Linked DNA regions of Sparus aurata: region 2 is linked to region 1. A link is a contact called in public Hi-C data. All regions are on one chromosome and are shown on one strand. The core of a region is the stretch at or near the end of the contact, and the rest is flanking DNA. Distances in the headings are between cores, read along the strand shown.

Region 1 (7,031 bases), core at 3,218-5,717:
CGTTTATATATACATAATAGATGTAGTTTTTGCAGTGAAAGGGAGCTCTGACCAGGAACATTATTTAAAACAAACTTAATAACATCATTATAATCTACTGCAAGCTAGTTTATTGTACTTGTCCTCAGAGCAAACAGGTACACATATAGTTAATAGGTGTAATTTGAGCTCGCGCAGGGTGGAACTGACATTGACATTTAAGGAAAAATTTGAATTGTCAATTTCTTTTCAAGGTGAGCTATAACAGAACAACTTTGCAGATGTGATGGTTTCTGTCGTGTCAAGAGAAAAAAAATCTACATTTGGCACCTTAAACAAAAGATGTCAGACAGATTAGCTGTACTGGGATTCAGCTGTCAACACTGTTGACTGCTTCATACTAATTTTCTTGTGTTTGACTCGCACGATTGTTCCAGCGGTGCACTGTCCAAGCCTCGACCTGTTCCAATCGTGCATCTGGTCTTTAGATTATCTCACTCCACATGTGTACGCCTTCTGGGAGGTTCATTTGAGGTGGCATTTCAGCTTGCAGAACACATTTGGTGAACACCTGGACAACAGCATACAGCATCAGTGATACCCCTTCCCTGTTGTTGTTTTTTTATTTTGAAAAAATACCTTCCAAAAGTAATGTACACTCTTTGGAGACCACAGACGTATCCTTTGAGTACATTTTCATTGAGGTATTGCCTTGGCTCAGTGTCACTTGTGTGTCTTATGAGTTGGGTTAGCCAGCCAGTTGACTCCTGAGAACTGAAGTGAGCTTCAGGTCGAACATCACAGCGTCAGGGGTACAAGCTCACAAACTGGACAGCAGCATGTGATCAGGTCTGGAGAAATCAGCAGCCAAGGACTTGCCAGGCTTAAGACCACTAAGCTGCGTTGTAGTAGCGTATGGGGATTATGGTTGTTGTTTGGTACATTTTGAAAACAATAATAAAGATTTCTAATTAAATCAATACATCAAGGGTGTGTGAGTAGGGGGCTGGACCTGGTTGGAATACACGCCCAGATTTCTGTTTTATTACATTTTTCCATTTCATTGCAGTGCCAACATGTGTTGCATCTAGTTTATATCAGAGGAATTTGCCAAATGTACTGTAGCAGTAATGCTTTGAGCAGATGGGGACATCTGCTTTAGTAGCACCTGTCCTCATTTATTCCGAAACGTTACACTGTGTCGAAGCATCTGCACTCAATAAACTGCCTCAACTCTGCTGTAGAAACACTTAAGATTGATTTTGGTAAAACATTTTTTGTTTGTTAAAGCAAGGGAGTCTTTGAAATGTAAACCGTGGGATCCCTACAGACACACTGCTGCCACAAACAAAGCAATGTTTCAAAAATATCTTTGACAAATACATGCTAGACTTAGGTTTAACCTACTAACTGACCATTGTGCTCAAAACCAATAAACTCAGTGATACGTTCTTGAACTAAATACAAGCAATCCAAGATACGGACACGAAATCACACCTGCTTTAAATCTTTCCAATCTACACAATTCACTGTAAAACAAGTACTGAGATTCAATTTTAAGCCCTAATCACATCTGTGGAACAGGACTGGATCTTTGTTATGCAACTTTCCATCTCGACTGTCCTACTAATGCTGCTGATGTCTCTTCCCACATAACAACAAGATATTGCATACTGAGCAGCTACGGATATGTATGATCTCTGTGAGGTCATGGCCCCAATAAAGATGATGAAAAAAATAAATAAACTAAAGAGCCAGTTATAACCAGCCAACTAATCATTGTCATTGTTTGGGGTTTTGGAGAGAAGATGAGAAAGCTGATTTATTTTTTTTGTCTTATTCCAAACTTGTCAAATACTGACGCAGTGGGATGGCAGCCGACCTGACATACAACCCCCAAAGCATTAGTATTTGACGAGTTGGGAATGAGACTAAAAAATCAACTTTCTTAAGAAGTGGACCTTTAAAGTGTGCCTTCATTTATTTACCCATAAAGATATGACATCTAGGAGATGGGTTTTATGGACATACAGAATATTGAGACGACTTTGACGACATCCATCATTCAGATAATACCAGTGTGTCAAAATACATGAGAGAGAGGGACGCACAATAAATGAATCTATAGTATGTGTGGGAGATATAATATTGTCTATCAGAGTAAATGGCATTTTATTGTATTATTGATATGTCATGATATAGGAAATTTTCAGTAGGGCTGCACAATTAATCTAAATACAATTGAACAGCAATACGGCTCAGTGCAAAATCCTTCGTAATCAGCATAAATGTTTTTATAAAGGCAAACGTGTGACATACAACAACATTGGTGACGCCTGATGTCTATGTTTGTGTCTATTTATTGCCTATAATTTCACCAATATCAATACATAGCAGATAATATAAATTTCCCACTATCCTAGGAAATGTATATATTTTGCATTTTTAGATATATTGAATTACTGTGGTGTTGCAGAGATGTCATGGTCTACAAATCTTTTTCTACCTATGTAAAAAGAATTGTTTGGTACAGACTAGGGCCGACCGATCTGATTTTTTTTAGGGCTGATACCAATTATTGGAAACCAAGGAGGCCGATAACCAATATTCAATACCGATATTTGACTGTCACTAGTTCCTTTACATATCCATATCATTTTTTTGTTTATAGGCTATTAAATTGTGATGTGTTGTGGGTGGGATTTTGCATGAGATAATTGGACAGTGCCGATAATCAGTCTACTCCTAGCACAGACCACAACAAATGTTACACGTTACAGGATTTTGATCTCAAATCTTTTCAGTGATGTAAAAATTATCATTCCCACAAATCATGAATTCTATCACAATTAAATATCTATCAAAACAATGGCAATGTGAACGCAAGATGTGAAATGTTCGCACATAGAATACTATATGGGAATAAGTCTTTTAATCAGATTTAAATCATGGTACTACCATGGGGTAGACCAATTATTGAACGTGGCCAACTATCAGGGCTGATATTTTGCCCTTTTCCAACTGTCGGTATCAGTGGTTTCTCCGTCCAATTGCAGATAACATAAACCAATTTCAAAATGTGCTACTTCGGCTTTGATGCAACGTCCTCCCACAATGTCCCGCCCACAACAGTATCTGATCGGTAACATGTCACAATTAATAGCCTGTATACAAAAGGGTAATATAACTCTGCAGAGTACCTAGAAACTAAGTGTGTCAAATAAAAGTAGAGGAGAGGAAGTATGAAATAGCAGAGGGTTAAGTACCACAGAATTGTACATATAAACAGTTCTTGAGGAAATTGCAGTGGTTGTTTAAAATGGTGACGCAAAGATCTTCATTTTTACAGCAAGTTAATATCGATTCCAAATATCAGTTTTCAGTCTCCTTGATTTCCTATAATCTGTATCAAAAAAGTCATATATGTCGACTCCTAGTAAGACACTGTTGAGTAAATATAGCATTATAACAGTCCTACCACTAATTTGCAAATAGCCATGGAGAACTACAGTATACAAGACAGTATACTGTAGTTTACATCATCTTTTCTCCCAACCCTTTATTTGCACCAAAATGACACAGAAGAGATGTAGAGGATTACAAACATGTCTTCAAAGAGCAGTTATGTTTTTAAATGACCTCCGCGGTGTAACTTCGCTCACATTTGTGACTCAAATGCAAATATTGAAACGCGTTTTTTCATGAAATACACAAGCTACGTGGCACAGACATGTCACTTAAACAGACCATATAAAAGGTCTTGTATGTAACAAAGAACCAAAGGGGAAGTGAAAGCTCATAATAACTTCAAGCCGAGGATGACTTAACATCAAATGACTGCTGATGACCAAAGTTACTAATATACACTATGAGGTAATAGTGAGATGGCTACATGCCAAAACTGATGTGATTATTGGGGGGTGGGGGACACCAAATATCAAAACATGCTGTTGACAATGACCAAAGGAAGGAAATCAGAAAAAAACTTTCTCAACCCAATCTCATAGGTCAATGTGTAGCTACGGTTTACACACGAAAACATTTCTTGACGAATATAGGCAGTGTCGTTAATGTCAACCAATCAGAGTTAGCTACAGATCTTTGGGGTGCAGTCACACCCATAAATGAATCAGTGGTTTGGTGTGCAGACACCCTAAAACGTGTACAGCTAGCTACAAAAACAGAGCGTCCTGTTCCCGTGTTAGCATGATGCTAGCACGGCTAGCTAGCAGCCTTGTCGTGGGTGTTTACCTTTATTTCTGCCTGTAGGTTTATCTTGTCCGGGAATTTAGCTACTGGCAGTGACATCGCTCTCCTTTACCATGCGTCGCGTCAAGGACAATGCACGACAGCGAAGCTTTTGGGTGCACTTCATCCCGTTTGGTCCGAGAATATGATCATAAAACGTTACAGTTTAATCCTCTCCGCTAGCAGCTGCCTTCATGAGAGCGCAAACTTCCGCCACACGCGCCGCTCTGCAGCCGACCTCTGATTGGACGAATCGTCTGCCAATCAATGCCGTTCCGGAAGTGACCCCAGACGTAAACATATCCACGTGATGGCACACACACACAACCATTTGCTGCCTTTTACAGTCGCATGAACTCCCTGAGCCAAGCAGCCAGCCTCTATTTAGAGCTTTACTGGAGATGCAACAGTGCATTAGGAGTTAAGTGGCAGCAGAATGGGATATTTAAAGAAACTGCATCTTTAAAGTCGAAAAAGTGGATGCCCCTTTTCATCCGCACAAATGTCGATCTCCCCCTTAAAGTCTTGAAACAGCTAATACTACTTAACCTCTAGCACCCTCTATAGTAAATGATGTGCACTTCTTTTTAGGGGGTCTCTAACTATTGCAGTCCATGTTTTCAAGACTTTATACATATGTGAACAAGGTATATCCAATACACAAGACCCAGAACAAACTGGAAACTGAGACTGCAATAACGAAAACATAGATTTTATTGACAATACATGAAAAAAATTGGAAACTAGGGAATATGTTTAAATACAGGCCATACAGGAGAGATGGAATTAAATGTACGGTAATCTCATAAACCAACAAATAAGAAATCAAACAAAATGAATCATGTGGAGTCAAGCTGCACTATAAGAGGGGTAACTGTAGAGTCATGCATTAAAAAGGGATTGCCACAAGATATGTAGGTAATCTATGAATAAACCCACCACTTTACAAAGAACAATTTAAAACTGTTTGAACACTTAAATTACCCATTCACAGCAGGCTAAGGTGACTCAAACCACACCAGAAAACACAAATGCAACATGTATAAAAAACGTTTTGTTTCCAAGTCTATTTGCTAGAATATTGTTAAATTACAGTTGTGGGATTCAGCACACAACAACACTTGTGTAGAATACAGATTTATATCATTACAAACAGCATAACATACAGTTAGTAATACGGTAATACTCTGATAGCTTGTTGCAAGTTATCAAGATTACAGTACATGAAGATCTTTGTATTAAAACTCTTAGGGAAAGTAAAGGGAACATGTCTTAATTTGTGCATTTTAATTTTCATTTAATTTCCATTACATTTCTTTGCTAATAATTATTTCTTTTCACGTGCTCAAGTTTAATGACAACATGTTCCGGTACTTGGATCTTCATCAGGTTATCAGGCTTCGGTCTTCTCCTGTGCACCTGTGAATCTTAACGTGTGCAAATGATGTACTCTCAGAAAAATGGAGAATAAAAGCGCTATTCAAATAACAGAATAAAAAAAAAACTTTAAACTTGAACAGACTCAAATTTAATAGTTTAGGGTGGGAACAAGTAGCAGGAGTGCTCTGCTACAACAACATACTGTGAAGATGGTATGCCTCTCTTGGATTTCTGTTAATAGATTACACAACATTCATCTACATTTCTTTATTTAGATTTCATTTGTGTTCTAACTTGTGCAAGAAAAAAAATAATCATCACAACTTGCGGGTCTTGAATCTTAACAAGCGAGTCACTGTTTGCTCTGAGCCAAGTCTGAACACAAAAACAATGTGACAGCTTCAGACTTTAAAAAGGTCAAATGCAAATTAGCAGACCTCTGTAAAACTTTCAAAGAACATTTCAAATTGTTGTACCGCTCCTTCAACACAGTGTGAAAACAGTGGGTAGTCCTTTTGTTCCTTAATGAAAGGCAGAGCGTAGAGGTGACGTAGGACTGTTCTGGGGTCGGGCGACGTTTCCAACCTAGGTCACAAATAAAACTGGTTTAGCACTGTGTTGTATTGCTGTGTAATGTCTCTTTCAGATAAGAAGTTTATAGCTACATTTGAACTTTGTGACTATTCAAGGCAAAACGGGGTGTTACATGTCTACAAACGCTGAGATGACTTTCTTCCTTCCGGGTTACAATGTAAACCGAGAAACTGACACTGTGTGATTTCTGATATGATTTTTGCATATTTTTTCTGTCTCTTATAAGTCATTTAAGACTTGTCGTGATAAATAGATACTAAACTGCACTTTTGACTGTGCCTTTATACAACCCAGAGAGAGAGAAATAACATAAAGCCTATTTATAATGTAGGCTTATACCACGGCCAATCACAGGTGTAGTTTGAGATTTTTTTTTTTTTCAATACGAAGACGAACATTTTTTTTTCTTACATTTTCTAACCTATTTTGTCCTCATTTCTTGCACAATTAATATATGTTCCTATTAATAAAATTTGAATGAATCTCAGCTTATCTAATGAATAAAGAAACTATTTCAAAACCCAAATGGATAAACTAAATTTAAAAAAAAAGGTTGATCAACTTCTATGATAAAATGATTTACATTTCATAGCCTTTTTTTGTATTTGTTGACTTGTGAGATACCACTTTGCAGAGTTTTGTGCTTTCACAAACCCTCCCCACTCAACTCCTGCCGCCCTCTCAACAATGACTTTGCTTCTGAAGAAACAGCACACACTCACTTCCCTGTCCAACCAGAGCACCACAGAGGAGCCAAACAGACGGAGGACGGATGTCCTGACCATGAGAGTCCTCATCTGCTTCGAGGGCTCCTGTGATCCTTTTGACGT
Region 2 (7,031 bases), core at 1,287-3,786, 130 kb before region 1:
AGACCACACATTGGGGTTGTTGGTGGACAAAAGACCCTCCACCGTGGTCTTCAGGCTGGACAGCAGCTTCCAGTGCTCCTTCCTGTCAGGAAAATAGTGCAGCAGGATGGAGGAGGCGGGTGGAGACGAGGGAAGTTTAGGAATGAGGAAGGAGGTAAAGAAATGCTGGTGTTAGCAGTGACTCACGTGAACAAAAACACTTTTCCTGTAATCAAAAATCGAGTTTTCAGCATTTTAGTTACAATAACATAGCTATACACTGAGCTCAGTCACTGACAAGGAGTGCTGACATCAATTAATGTGATGGCAGTATCGCCACATCTTAGCCTAAACAGACACTGTCCCACTCCTTCCCTATAAACAAGATGTTAAGAAGAGTCTGCCAGTTAGCAAAGCACAGGCAATTATAATTTTAATCATTATCCGTTATTGTCCTTATTAATTTAACTTAGAAGCGTACTGAGCTCAAGTGTGTGCTCAGTAGTAGCTTTAAAGTTATTTCTTTCAAGCAAGGGAAGTCTCAACATTGATTTACCATATAACCAACCACAACTGCTGATATGGAGCCACTTGGCATTGATCCACATGGCAGCAAGTTGCAAGTCCTTTTCTCAGAGAGTCAAATCTTATCTTTAGGATATAGCTATGAAACACTGTTGTATCAAAAGTGTCTGAAATATAGGAAAATTACATAAGGGGACATTCTCTCAGAGACATAAAGCTCTGGCTCATATGCTCCTCCTTTCCCCCGAAGTCAGCAGTCAAACCAAACGCCATTGAAAACCTGTCACATAACTGCAGCAACAGGACAAAAACTGCCCTGTGACACTGCACAAACACTTGTGGGTGTATTCTGAATATGGGACAATTTAACTTGATACATTACATTTTATTTAAACATGTGGTGTGTGCTTTAATGCATTATAATATATAAGAGTCAGCTTCTTAACTTAATGTATTGAAGTCTAAATCATCACCTCAGACAGTGAAAACAGAATGTTAGAATGAAAGGCACAAATAGCACACGTATCAACACAACAAGCCTGTCTTTATATATAAAAGCAGCTACATCACGAGTTCAGCTACTAAGCTAACTAATCAAATCACATCATGGAACATGGAAAGAGGGAGGCTGAATGTTAGACAACATGGTCCACACTTTGAGTGTGTGTGTGTGTGTGTGTGTGTGTGTGTGTGTGTGTGTGTGTGTGTGTGTGTGTTGGACATCATGGCATGAAATTCTACAAGGCTCAGCGAGGTTGCTGAGGTTAAGGATTGTTTTCTTTCTGTTTAGTGTGCGCGTGTGTGTGTGTGTGTGTGTGTGTGTGTGTGTGTGTGTGTGTGTGTTGGACATCATGGCATGAAATTCTACAAGGCTCAGCGAGGTTGCTGAGGTTAAGGATTGTTTTCTTTCTGTTTAGTGTGCGCGTGTGTGTGTGTGTGTGTGTGTGTGTGTGTGTGTGTGTGTGTTTACACGTGTATCACAAGCCCTCATACTACTGATACATTGCACACGCTGCTGATATTGAACCAGTACGTATAGTGTATGTGTACTGTTCACTGTTAGGTCTGTTGTAACAGCTAATTCGGTAGAAACTGAGTGTTCTTATGCAGCATTTCCTCCCAGCAACAAACTTCAAGTAGTCGTGTTAACAAATGCTAATAATGTAATAACTTCGGGTGCTTATTGGGAACGTGTTCGTTGTATTATTTCCATTAACAGGTTGTGAATAAACTACACAACAGAATCAGCGACACATCGCAATGTCACCTGACTGCTAGCTTCAGTCGCTAACACAACCTAGCCTAGCTCGGAGATAGCTAGCATTAACAGTTTGCACTATTAATGCTAATGGCTCTCGCGGTTGGCCAAAACATATGCGGATTCCTTTGATGAGACAAAACGTTCAGTAATTAGACAATCAGCTGAACTTTCGTAATAGCCAGGTTGACAAACATCGCAGATAATGTTGTCCAGTAGAAGCTGTCAAACCCTGATATGTCATGTTAGCATAGCCTAGCTTTAACGCTAGCACTCCGGCGTCGGTAATCCACCGCTGCTATAGCTGTCTATCTAGCTAGCTCCTTAACATTACAAGAACAGCTCAGTTTAAGTGAGTTGCAGCTCGAAAAATCGTTTCTTGTCGTCATTGTTTAACAAGCGAGTGGACTCTGAGTGGTACGGTTTCTAAGTTGTGTTGTTTATATAACCACAGTCGCTCTTAACCCAGATAGCCGGATAAGTTAAGCAGCCCAGCCCCGGCTGTCACTCTCACCTGAGCTCCTCCGCCTCTCCCTCTGCCGAGATCTCCATGTCATCGGGCCGGAATCGAGTACCGTACAAAGCTGCCAGCTTCCCCGATAACTACGTCTGTCTTATGAAGGGAAAGCGGTGTTTTAACCCAGCAACAGGGCAGCTTGAAAGAGTCACCCGGACTTCCAGTCTTCTGCCATGTCTGCCCTGCCTGTCCGAGCTGTGAATCAAAACAGTGCAGGCCGCATGAGCCAGTGGGCGGTGGCGTCGTCCTTCTTCACGAGGGTTGGACGGCGGCTGGCGTCCTCAGTGTCGCATCACTGCCACCTGCTGGAGGAAGGTGACTCCTACACTCACACCGACCTCGACACTACTGCTTCACCCTGCTCCTGTCGGCCTCCTGTGATCTTTCATTAAATGTAATGTGATGTCCACCATTCACCTCCAGTGTTGTGCAAAGTACCCACAGTTGATTTTCCAGTAGAAGTCAAGATATTGTGGCAAAATGTAAATTTGGTAAAAGTTTAAAAAGTATTTGATATTAAATGTTCTTAAATATCATATAAGCCAGGCCTGTATACAACATACAAACATACATACATACTTGTATTTTGTTTTTTATCTTATTGTTGATCAAAAAGAATAAGTTCATTAAACTATGGCCTAATTTGCTCAAATGCAGCTAATAATTTGAAAGGTAACTAAAGTTCTTCGATTGATAAAGTGAGTAAATAGTTTAATATTTTCTTGGAATGTTGAAAATGAAAAAATCAAGTGTAAGTACCTCAAAATTGAAACTTCTGCTGGACCACAGCCCCTACGGCAACCTCTCTCTCCTGGCTCCTGCTGGACTGTCATACTCTCGGGCCCTGATGGAACATCATCAACGTAACAAAAAATATTATACATTCTGATATTTGTTTTGTTTGGCTAACGATCTTGAGTGGCCTGTCCTCTTCCAGGCCGCCACAGTTGATGGAGGTTGTGTGGCTCGCGCACCTCTTGTCGATGCCTTGGCCTGCTCAGTAGTTTCAGGCAACTTTATAAACAGCTTGCATTGAACACCAAACCATACAGTAACATGTGGACACAAAACTGAATAAAAATATAATGAATTGATTTAAAAAAAAAATGAATATGCCATGGATCCACATTCTTCACATATATTTTCTATAATTTACTTGTATCAGATATTCTGCCAATTAAATTTATAAACTGTGTGATGTTATTCAGTTCTGTACAGCTCACGTTTATTGCATGTCTGTCCATCCTAGGAGACGGATCCCTCCTCTGTGGCTCTTCGTCCATCTTTTTTCCCCTGATAAGTGTTTTTTTCTTTTCATTATGTGACGTTTTTCCTCACTCAAATTGAGGGTCTAAGGACTGAGGGCGTCATTCACCTTGCAGATTGTAAAGCCCACTGACACAAAACATGGCTGTGATTTCTGGCTGTATCAATAACATTGAATTAATTTGTCATGGCAGGTAAAGCACCAGTGTAACTGATAACATTCTAGATGGATCTGCTACTCTCAAGTTTGCAGTTTGATCTTGAAAAATATGACATTTATTAAGCACTGAACCTACGTGACTATGGTTATACAGATAAGCAGTTTTTGGTGGAGGCCTGCTGCCAAACCTGTAGCTCTATGGGAGATAACTGACAATCAAACAGCTCATTGACATCCTGTGCCGTGTGATAAAAGACCAGGTATTTTAATGAGCGGTAACCCCTGATCTGTTCCTTCCACTCTGGCAGGCACTTCCATGTCGAACCCACAAGATGGCACCACAGTCTGGAGTTATCGCTCGTCTCAATGGACTCTATTGGCCTGAACCAGTTGCATCGCTTGATGGCAGTAGGGAGTCAGCAGTGTCTGGCTCTTACAGTAAATCCCATCAACAGTAATTGCTGGGCGTGGTTGTGTATGACAGACTGGTGAGTAATTGTCCCTGCATAGCCCACACACACACACACACACACACACACACACACAGAGTGAGCAGTTCCTACAGAGCACAAATGACCGCTGTGCTTACACAAGACTTCCTTCCCTGTCCTGAGTGACATGAAGTGACACTTGACATTCTGTGGAACTAACCATATCATACTAGTGACATTTTTTTTTTGAGCAAAGGGTGAAATCTTTGAGATTGTATTTCATAACTCTCTGAAAGTAATTTAAAACACTGTGCCCCCCCCCACACACACACACAGCTGTACATTTCTCTGAGGAGAGCTTGCAAGCAGCAGTTCAGCAGACAACCTCTGATACAATACACTGATAAATCTATTCAATGTTTATCTAGATGTTTTTTTGTCTCAGTCTCATTAAATCAGTGTTGGAGGAAGTATTCCATTCTTAAATACTGTAATAAAAAAGCTGTAATATCACAATGTTAAAATACGTATAAGAAAAATGTCTTTAAGAAAAGTAAAGAATTTGGTCTTCAAAATATAACTACTGATTATGCAGAACAGTCCCTTTATTTTGTCTTATTACTTCTGCCAAGACTGCTATGTTTTCATGTCTGTTTGTTGGTTTGTAACCAGGATTACACCAAAACTACAGAACGGATTTCCAAAAACCTTTGAAGTAAGATGGGTGTTGGTCTACAATAGACCCCATTACGTTTTGGTGTGGATCCAGTAAAGGGAAAGATCCAGGAATCTTTTCTCACCTTCTTCAAAGGTGCAATATGTAACAATGCTAGTTGGAAACAAATTTAGCAAAGGAATGTGAAGAAAAAACAGTTTTGATCTTGTGATGTCTATGTTTTGTGTTGCAGAGATATATACGAAACTTAGCATGCTTACCAGCTTACCAATGTCCCATCATTGTCCAAAGCTCATGTGCTAGCACTGTAAACACAGACGCTACCCTGTTTCGCAAAGCTCCCAGTCCAAATCACTAGCTGAGGCGCAAACTTACTCGATTAGGTATCGGCAGCTACAGTAAGCAGCAGTTAGAGGTTACTCTGGTTATATACTTCCCTAATTTGTTTTTCCGTAAGAATGTGGCCACATATTCTTACGAAAAACAAATTAGGGATGGCTCTTTCAACATTGCGATATAGATCTCCATGAATGTTTTACTAGGCTTCATTGAATCAAAGGGCACTCCAGTGAGTGCAAGTCTAGTTATATAAAGTCATTATTAGATTGTTTTTATTGATACGTTAGCATGTGAATAGCATTTTGATTGTATTCTTCTTCCTTCATCCATCAACAATGATTTAATCGTATAGTTGTGGAGTTTACGTGTAAAAGTGTAATCTGATAAAGTAACTAGCGACTGTATCCTTCAAATAAATGTAGAAGAATGAATAATAATAAGTACCTCAGAAATGTATCAAACTGTAATGTGTGGATAAAAGCTTCTTTCAGCAGCTGCATGATAAGTAAGTAAATAAAAGTTAATCTGTGTAGCCTAGCACCTCTCTAAACCCAGGTTACAAAGTGCTTTACATCTACAGAAATGTAGAAAATAATAAATACAACAATAACACTAATAAATCATAAGAAGAAGAAGAAGAATGTATGGGAGAATTACAAATATGGGGGCCCATCTAATGCGAAAAGTAATCAAAAATACACTCAAAGACAGCAAACACACGCACGCTCAGATCATACAGGCACATGACCTCACATTACATTCTGTTGAACGTGCTCATATGACATGTAGCCTTTTTCAGTACGTGTCTGGAGTCGACAGTCCAGTGACGTGGAGAGCCATGTCACGGTGTTGCACTGAATTCACTCTATTTGCTCACAGTGACGTAAAAAACACACCCGGCTCTTCCCACAGCTGTGGACGAGCCGCTGTGACTCAGAGCCGTAACCTGCCGCAACATGAACACACATGACAAGTGGGAAGTGGGCAAGGAGGAACTCAAAGCCCGGTCGATCCAGTTTTTTAAGTCTCCAACAAAGGAGCTGCTGTAGTTTTTTTTTTTTTTAAAGTTATTCCTTCGTGGAGGAGACGGAAAATTGAAGACGCACTTTTGTTCTGTGCTTCAGTCAAGTCAGACGTGCACAGTGGTGTGGAATTCAGGTCATACTAAATCTATCAGCTAGTGTTTTCTGAGGTCATTCCTGTTACATAACACAAATTATTCACCACAATTTGGATTATACAACACAAAATTGATCTATTCCAAAGGCATACGGGGACTGTTACGTTCAAACGATAGGAAAAAAAAAAAAACTAAAAACTAAGGCCATCCAAATGTCAAGCCAGGATACTGCAGTGTAAATTAGCCAGCAGGGCCGGTCCAGCTCTGTTTGGACCTCAGCAACGGGTGATCTGATTACGTGTAACTTTGTAAAACTCTAAAAGGGAGATTGGACTCACATGGTGGTGCCGCCTGCGAACATAACAACCAAGCGAGCCTTGAAAAAAGGAAAGCTGGTGTTTTGTTTTTCTGCAATGTACAAAACTCTTTTCCTCTAATTTTGTATCAATAATGAGGAGTATAAAACTACGGAAGCTTCTTTTTTACATTGTATCATTTTTGACATATTTTTTAATTTTTAGTTTATTTTTCTATATTTTATTATATCAAGATATTTTTATGTTATATCGAGATGTTTTTCATGCTATAGCAAGATATTTCATGCTATTTCAATAGATTGTCTCGTCATATCAAGCTGTGTTCTTGTTATGGCAAGATATTTCCACATTACAACAGAATATTTTCAAGTTATGTAAAGATATTTCATGCAAAAAAATAGATACTTTAACATTATTTCAATATATTTTATTGTTCTATAAAG

Evidence for each region. Hi-C and Micro-C count contacts between places; a contact is called where the count stands out from the background.
Region 2: a Hi-C map of an unstated tissue shows a contact between it and region 1, with 6 times the contacts expected there. The contact joins the promoter of rubcn here to the promoter of rnf13 in region 1. A contact is called at or near these places in 2 of 2 Hi-C or Micro-C datasets (skeletal muscle and an unstated tissue).

What each region holds. Positions count from the first base shown.
Region 1 is chr11:18,813,406-18,820,436 of fSpaAur1.1, reverse strand. rnf13 (ring finger protein 13) reads right to left here and starts at 4,467. Exons shown (of 10, transcript XM_030434031.1): 1 at 4,231-4,467. LOC115590933 (a long non-coding RNA gene) reads right to left here. Exons shown (of 3, transcript XR_003985858.1): 2 at 6,924-7,031; 3 at 4,924-6,192. LOC115590932 (protein ANKUB1) reads left to right here and starts at 6,960. Exons shown (of 6, transcript XM_030432417.1): 1 at 6,960-7,031. The coding sequence starts at 6,985.
Region 2 is chr11:18,944,148-18,951,178 of fSpaAur1.1, reverse strand. It overlaps rubcn (rubicon autophagy regulator), which reads right to left and starts at 2,536. Exons shown (of 22, transcript XM_030433159.1): 1 at 2,277-2,536; 2 at 1-82. The coding sequence starts at 2,314.